Linked DNA regions of Mus musculus: region 2 is linked to region 1. The links are chromatin contacts, called in public promoter capture Hi-C maps. All regions are on one chromosome and are shown on one strand. Each heading gives the region's core, a stretch centred on a gene start, on an enhancer-like site or on the middle of the called end of the contact. The rest is flanking DNA. Distances are from core to core; before and after follow the strand shown.

Evidence for each region. Promoter capture Hi-C pulls out the DNA fragments that hold promoters and counts their contacts.
Region 2: a promoter capture Hi-C map of embryonic stem cells shows a contact between it and region 1, with 8 times the contacts expected there. The contact joins the promoter of Zbed4 here to the promoter of Celsr1 in region 1. A contact is called at or near these places in 5 of 39 promoter capture datasets (the 3T3-L1 cell line, cranial neural crest, embryonic stem cells and 2 more) and 3 of 115 datasets of contacts at active chromatin or transcription factors (acute myeloid leukemia, large pre-B cells and stem cell-derived neural progenitor cells).

The regions. Positions count from the first base shown.
Region 1 is chr15:86,031,476-86,035,575 of GRCm38.p6, forward strand. Celsr1 (cadherin, EGF LAG seven-pass G-type receptor 1) reads right to left here and starts at 2,302. Exons shown (of 35, transcript NM_009886.2): 1 at 1-2,302. The coding sequence starts at 2,295. It overlaps Gm34764 (a long non-coding RNA gene), which reads left to right and starts at 2,778. Exons shown (of 3, transcript XR_384307.4): 1 at 2,778-3,092.
Region 2 is chr15:88,749,346-88,753,445 of GRCm38.p6, forward strand. Zbed4 (zinc finger, BED type containing 4) reads left to right here and starts at 2,366. Exons shown (of 3, transcript NM_181412.3): 1 at 2,366-2,457.

The sequences.
Region 1 (4,100 bases), core at 1,052-3,551:
CAGGGGCAGTGCCAAGGTGATAAGGCCACCGCCGCTCTGGCTGCTGAGTGCGAAGCGGTTGCGGGTGTTCCCACCCGTCAGCTGGTAGGTGATCACACTATTGGCATCACGGTCTCGGGCCCTGAGGGTCAGCACGCTGCTCCCGACAGCCGCATCCTCATTCAGACGCAGCTCATACACAGGCTGCGTGAACATGGGGTCGTTATCATTTACATCCAGCACTGTGATGGACACGCTGGCAGAGGAGCTCATGGCTGGTGAGCCATGGTCCACTGCTTCTACTCCAAAGCTATAGTGTTCCACCTCCTCACGGTCCAGCTCCGCGCACACAGTAATCCAACCGGAGCTGTTGTGGATTTGGAAGGGGAAGTCTGGGGCAGAGGCAGGGTTCTCAGAGTCGACACTGCTGCCCCCCACGATAGTGGAGGCTGTGTCCACTAGACGGTACTGCAGCCTGGCGTTCTCCCCTGCATCTGCGTCCACCGCTTGGATGTGCAGGACTGAGTGGCCGAGGGGCACATTCTCTAGCACGGCAGCCTGAAAGGGGCTGCTCACAAAGATGGGCGCATTGTCGTTCACATCTAACACCTGCACCGAGACCAGTCCTGAGGAATTAATGAGAGGAGGCCGGCCCCCATCCTGGGCTTTGATGCGCAGGGTGTACTCCCGGATGGCCTCGAAGTCCAGCGGGTTGATAACATCCAGGCTCCCACTAAGCGAATGCAGGTAGAACTGACCCTTCAGGTTGCCACTAACGATGCTGTAGTGTATGGCTGCATTCTGCCCCTGGTCCCGGTCAGTGGCCTGGACTCGAAGCACAGCCGTGTTGACGGCTACGTCTTCTGGGACTTGAACCACATAGCGCTTCTCACTGAACTGGGGGTAGTTGTCATTCTCGTCTTCTACCACTATGTGGACGGTGGCTGAGGCACTGAGTGGGCCTGGATTGCGACCCTGGTCATTGGCCTCCACCAGCAGCTGGTACTCAGCCGCCTCCTCACGGTCCACCACAGCCCGTGTGCGCACGACACCTGATCGTGCGTCTATCTCAAAGACACCACCTGCGCCCTCCAGCAGACGATAGCGCATGTTTGCGTTGGAAGGGGCATCCCCGTCGGTGGCACGGATGGTCAGAACCTCATAGCCCACCTCCAGGTTTTCTCGAATTCGCTCTCGATACTCAGACTGCTCAAAGACTGGGCTGTGGTCGTTAGTGTCACTGACAGTTACGGTGAGGTAGGTGGCAGCTGAGCGCCTCGGGGAGCCGTGGTCCACAGCACTAACTTTGAGTACATGAGTGTCCTTGGTCTCCCGGTCCAGGGAGCGGGCTGTGGTCACTGCACCCGTGGCGGCATCGATGAGGAAGTAGCCATTAGAGCGCTCATCGAACAGCGCCTCCATCTGGTAGCTAAGGCGTCCTGCATCGCCTTCGTCTGGGTCGTGCGCGCGCAGTTCGATGACCGCAGTGCCCGCAGGCTCATTCTCAGGCACTGACACCTGGTAGCTGGGCAGCGGGAACTGCGGGCTCGTGCTGCTGCCCGTGCCCCGCCTAGACCGTCGCACCACCCCCGCCCGAGGTTGGGACAGGTTAAGCAACGATGGCGACACCGAGGGCGACTCTGAGGGCGTCCCAGAGGTCGCCTCTATTACCAGCTCTACCCAAACGGCGCCTGCCGCGCGTCCCAGGGCGCACACCAGACGCAGCTCAGCTGAACCTCCTGGCCGCAGGCAAATGGGTCCGCGCCTGCAGCCGGTCCCGGCGACCGGCGGGCAGCTGCAGGCGGGGAAGTTGGTGATGGCCTCAAGCACCGAAGTCAGCGAGGCTGCGCCGCCGCCTGCGGCCGGGAAGCAGAGCGCATCTCCAAGTCCAGGAACTGAGCGGACGGCCGGAGAGCGCAGCTCTGCACCGCGGGCCGAGCGGCGCAACAGCCGGACCCCACAGCGGGCACCATAGGCGCGTGCCCTTAGTACCAAGCTCGGGGCCGTCGGGGCGCCGCGGGCGACCAGCCGGACCTGCAGCGGCAGCAGCCTCCCGGCCAAGCGGGCACAGCCCAGAGTCCCCGCGCCAAGCCCAAGCCTCCGACCGGCTGCTGGCCCCTCGCGGCTCACGTCCAGCAGCTCCCGAGGCGTGCGCGTGGTGTCCAACCTGTAGCTCCAGCCGGGTCCGAGAGCGAAGGCGCGGGCCCCGCCAGGCACCCGCAGCTCCCAAGCGGCTGCTCCCAACTCCAGGGCTGGCAGGGCGGCGGCGGCCAGCAACACCAGCGCGGGCAGCACGCGCGGCGATGACGGCGCCATGGCCCGGAGCCGCAGCCCGAGCCGGGCGCCGGAGCACAATCCATGCACCCGGCGCACCTCCGCATCCACCCGGCGCGGCCGGGGGGCGGCTCCCGCGCGCCCAGCGCCGGGCCCTCGGGGCGGCCCGCGCTCTGCCTCCCCGGGGGCCCTGGCGAGGACACCGGGGGCCGCGCGCCCGGCCTCCCGCTCAGCTTCCACTTCGAGAGCACTTTGCGAAAGTTTGCCAAGTTGGTTTCAAGATGGCTCCTCCGTGCGTCCCGGGAGGGCGCCGCGCATCAACCTGCAGCAGCGCCGGCTCCAGGCGGCTCCAGGTGGCCCCAGCACCGACTCTGCTGGGCGGGCGTGGGAAGCTGGGCGGGCCCGGGGCGGGGCGGGGGCTGCGATCACCACACCGCCCGCAGACCCTGGCGACGGATTGCTGGCTAGGCGGTGTGCTTTGCCAGCGCCCCCGCCACTCTCTCTCTCTCCCCGCCCCCGGCCCCGCCCCGCCCCCTCCCAGTGGCTCATTGTTCAGCCCTGGGAGGGGGAGGATGATGGGGAGGGAGCCAGCCAGGAGGTGCGCGCCCCGATGATCTCCATGGAGACGTGGGGGCGCGGCCCTAGCGGGGCCTGGCCTCCAGCCCCTTCCCTTTCGGTCTTGGCACCCAACATCCGCAGAGGACCGGGCCCTGGGAGCGTGGCGCTCAACTACTGCTCTAGAGTCCCGGGCCGCGGCTGCTAAAGAGTCCCTCGTACAGTTTCCTCTGGGCCGAGTGCTGTTCAATCCTCGCATTGCACCTGATAGTGCAGATCTATGAGTAAGCCACCCCTGGCGTCGAGAGAGTTAGATCTAGAGTTCCAAGATACAGAGGTGCTAGAAAACTTCGGTAGAGTCGTGGCGGTGGCAGGGGACTGGGAGACTGTTAGACTCCAGCCTCGCGGGAGCTCAAATGCTTAACTCCAAGGAGTTCCTTGGATTTTGAAATCTCATGGGCAGTTAACCGGATTCGGGTTCCACTTTGTTTAAAGTGCAACATTTAAATTGGAAAGAAAAATAATGTAGTTTGGAGGTGACAGTGGGAGGGGCCTTGTTCCCCAGAACATGCTGTGGGGCCTGAACATTGGTGGAGGAGACCGTCTGTCACCAAACCCCTAGTTACTGCCCATCAGGGGACAAGCAAACACTGAGGGGGCAGGATCCGTGAGAACCTGGGGAAAACCAGAAGGGGGCTGGAGAATCACTCTCGCCCTGCGTGAAAGGGTGGGGCGTGGCTTCAGAGCCGCAAGACCGAGCCTAGATTCCAAAGGAGCACACCTTAAAGGCGGTGCTTCCGAACTAGGGAGGGGAGAGGCGGACCTTTGCAACATTTTCCCCACCTCCTTGAAAGGGGCCCAAGCCCACTGCAGCCTCAGTCACGCATGGACACACTGGGCAGGCCTCTTGCCTTTGAAAGATTTCTCCTGGGATCAGTTGGAGGAGTGGGACCCTGAAGGCTGCTTGATCACCATCAGAGTTGGGTTTTCTAGGCAGTCAGGGCCCAGCAGGATGACAATAGGACAATAGGACACAGGGTCGCTTTAAAACCTGTGGGGGGGGGGAGTTGGGGGGGAGCTGGAAAGATGGCTCAGTGGTCAAGAGCACCGACTGCTCTTTCAGAGGTTCAATTCCCAGCAACTACATGGTGGTCACAACCATCTGTAATGGGATCCGATGAGTGTGTCTGAAAAGTGTACAGTGTACTTACATAAAATAAATAAATAGATAAATCTTTAAAGAAAAGACAACAAAACAAAAAACAAAAACAGTCAAGGGAGCTTCCTCAGCA
Region 2 (4,100 bases), core at 1,116-3,615, 2.7 Mb after region 1:
CACACCCTTTGATTGGTGCCTGCACCCACCTGTTAAACTAACCATGATTTCTGAGTTCGAGGGCAGCCTGGTCTACAGGATAGCCAGAGCTATACAGAGAAACCCTGTCTCGAAAAAATGTAAAACAAAACAAAACAGTACCTGTGTAACACCCAAAAGCTACTTTAGCTACTTTGATATACTCAGACTGCTTAGTGACCACCGGTGTAGCTCCAAGATCCCAGGGCTCAGGACTGGCCATTCTGGGTTTTTGTTTTGTTTTTGTTTTTGTTTTTTGAGACAGGGTTTCTCTGTGTAGCCCTGGCTGTCCTGGAACTCATTCTGTAGACCAGGCTGGTCTTGAACTCAGAAATCCGCCTGCCTCTGCCTCCCGAGTGCTGGGATTAAAGGCGTGCGCCACCACGCCTGGCTAAGGACTGGTCATTCTGGAGCAGACTGTGAAGACCTTTGTGCCTTCTGCCTGGTTACCTTTGGGGGGAGGGGCTCCTTCGTACCTAGAAACAAGGGACTAGATTTCTGCCCTGGATCATATAGTAGGCAAACCCTTGTCCTGAGGTTTCCTGTCTTCTTGGAAATCGGGTATGAGTACAGATGGACTGCCTGATCTCCCCGTTCTCAGGGACAGTCCCTCTGGAAGGGCTGATGCTCTGCCTGTAGCATCCACCTCTCCATTGCTAGACCTACTGCCTCATTCTAACATAGCAAATAAGAGCCAGGTAGAATTTCAAGTGTTACCATCTTTTGTCTAAGGTGGCGGTTGCCTTTTACACGGTCTCTGTGGACACGCAGTTTCCTAACCCTCCAAAACCCCTCGACATCTTGACACTATTCAAGTTCCAGAAGGGTAAGCCTGCTCCGTGCGCTCCAGGCAAGCACCCTCATTGTCTTCTACTTCCCGTTTTCCTTCTTCCCCTGCACAGCCTGTGCAGGGCTAGGAGCACAGAGGGGCCATCTCCAGGTGAAGAGTTTGTGCAGGTGCTTCTGTATAAACAAATGGAAGCTCGTCAAGACTTTCCGGCTGGGCTGAGACATCCTAAGCTAAAGCTCAAACTCTCTCCTAGCTACTTTACTTGTTCTAGGCGCTACCCCTTAGCTCTATAGCTCAAGAACCCATGTCTCAACAGTTCTCCTGGGGCTTCGGAAATCCTTCATGAAGGCAGATGTTCTCTTTCCTCTGGGGTGTAGGGTACGAGGGGCATAACAAGGAGAGGAAGGTTACTGGGAAAAAACTTCTGTACCCTACGGGAACCTGCTAGCTGAGGACCTCCACCCAGGTCTTTCTGCTGTTCCCCATTGAGTCTCATATGGAGCCACCACCTCCACCACAAACATCAGCTTCCCTGAATGGAAGGCGAAGAAGACAGAAGCCAGGCTCAGGGTTCCACACCAATGATGACTTCCACCAGCAGTGCACTGGCAGCCCAACCACCTTCCCTTGAACTTAAAGACACAGAATCCCAAACCATGTCCATTGACCAGTGATGGTGAATCAGGGTAAGCAAGGTGTGACATCAGCACTCGACGCCTCCCCCGACCGCACCACCACCACCTCAATCACAGAAGGAAACTCCTAAACACGCAGAACAGGAGATGGGCGTAGGACAGAACTCCCGCATAAGAGAACAAGCTGTGGTCTAAAGTGTCATCAGAGAAGGACCTCTGGGATAAATTCCACCTGCAGAAATTACATGGTCCGCACAGGCATCTGAACTGGGGCGTTCAATGTTCAGCTCCTTATTTCTTTTACCCAAACATGGCCCCAGGCCCTGAGCAGCTAGCACCTGCTGTGTCTAGCCTCCACCCAAGGGCTACTGAAAGTGGTTGCGCGCAACGCCCCCGGAGAAGGCGCCCGCCTTGACCACAAGCCCGGAAGCTCCGCGGCCAGCCGTTGAGAGCGCAGGACCACCCTAACGGCCAAGCCCTAAGAAGAAACCACTGAGAACGCGCGCTTCTCAAACGCGCAGCAATTCCAACCAACCGCCGTGGCGACTGCGCCTGCGTAGTCTTCGGACCGAACGCCCGACAGGGCAGGTGCGCCAGACCGCGCTTGCGTAGTTTGACGGAGGAGGCCAGCGACCAGACCTCGTGTGTGTGAGACTGCGCCGGAGTAACCTGACCTCCGGAGATGGGGCGAGGGGAAACTGCGCCTGCGTAGTCTTCGTAGCTCCGCCCCGTTTGCCTAGCCGGGGCCCATCCAGCCGTACTCTAGGCATCCCCCCCCAAGGCGGGGCAGGTGCGCACGGACTGCGCTTGCGCACGACAGCCCCGCCCCGGGCCCCGCCCCCGACCCGCGCGGGGCCCTGGGAGGGGCGCAGCGTCCGGCGGCGTCGCGGGCGGCGGGGCTGGGGCGGCGGGAGGGGCGGCGGGGGCAGACAAAGCGGCTAATGAATGGGCGCGCCCGTCGCGCTGTTCGCAGCCCGCGGGCCCGCGCAGCGCAGCGCGGAGCCGGCGCCTCAGGTGAGTGCGCGCGGGACGCTCCAGTGGCGTCTTCGACGGCCGGCGCCGCGCAGGGGTTGGGGAACCGCGCCATTGTCCGTGCGCGGCGGGCCGGGTGGAGGCTGTGTCCCGAGACTGCGCCCGGCCCGGCCCAGCCCGGCCCGGCCTCTGACAGCTGCGCCTCGCGCCGCGGGCGGGCCCAGGCCGCGGAGGGGAGCGACCGCGGGACGCCCCGTGGGACCTTTCGTCAGGTGCCGGGCTCCCGCCACGTCGTGGCGTCCCCCAAGCCGGTGCCGGTGGGCGCGCGTGTCCAGGAAGGGGCGCAGGCAGGCGGCACGGCGGTGACACGGGTCGGTGTCACGCTTCTTGGTGCCTGCCTAGCTTGAAGCGTGTGCGTCTGGGTCTGACCGCGGAGGCTTAACGAAACTTAACTCAACGCTTTGGCTCCGTAGCGTCTTCACGGTCGCAGTACCTGCCGTCATTTTTTGTTCCTTTTGTCCTTTTTGGTGCGACCCACTCGCTTCTGCCCGGGATGGCTGCGGGTCCTCGCTCTCCGTCTGGAGGTTCTCACGAGGCTCCAGCGCGTCTTTTCAAGTCCCTGCAGCGCCGAGCCTCAGGAGGAGCGGCTGTCGCGGTTCTGGCGTTTGTAAAAAGGGAAGTCATTTGTTTTTGAAGTTAATTAGGATAAGATTAAGTGTAGTTTTTAAAAGGACACTTGTGCCTTCTGGCTTCGTAAAGCCAGTCAGCCAAGGCAAGTACATTCTTGTGACTTGGTAGGAAGAAAGAAATTTTCCCCTTTATATCGTGGTGATAAAAATTAATAAGACCAGGGAAATTTTAGTTTTGAGTTTTTTTTTTTTTTTTTTTTTTTTTAGTACTCTGAATAAACGTAGTTGCAAGGCACGAATTAATTCCATGCTAAGCAGAATTGAGAAGCTACAAGTTTGGCTCTACACCCTGAGGGAGTGGCTTGTGCATGAAGACATTGGTGCATGCTTTCTGTAATCTATATAAACTTTTTTCTATATAAATTTTTATATAGACTTTTTGTGTGGCTTTTATTTTCATGAGAAGATCTAGTTAAAAATTTTTTTGAATCTTTAGGAAGTTTCAAAGTCTCAGTGTGCTGATAGGTTTTCATCAATTTACACAAACCTAGACATATTTTGGAAGAGGGAACTTTTTTTAATCTCTTATTTTTAATGTTCATTGGTGTTTCACCTACAAGTATGTCTCTGAGGGAATGTTGAATCCCCTATAACTAGAGTTACAGTTTCGGTTGTAAGCTGCCTGTGACTGAATGGAATTGAACCCAGGCCCTCTGGAACTGTTCTTAATCATCTCAAGAGGAGCCATCTCTCTAGCCCCAGAAGAGGGACTCCGTTTTTCTTCTTCAAAATAATTTTTGAAAATTATTTACTAATTGGGTGTGCTTTGGTGTTCTGCTTGCATGTCTGTCTGTGTGAGGATGTCAGATCCTCCTGGAACTGAAATTATAGATAGCTGTGAGCTGCTATGTGGGTGCTGGGAGTTGAACCCAAGTACTTTGAAAGAGCGCCAGTGCTCTTAACTGTGGGGCCATCTCTGTAGCCCCAGAAGAGGGATTTTTTTTTTCTAAATAATATATTTTATGTGTGTTGGTATTTTGCCTGCATTTGTGTCTG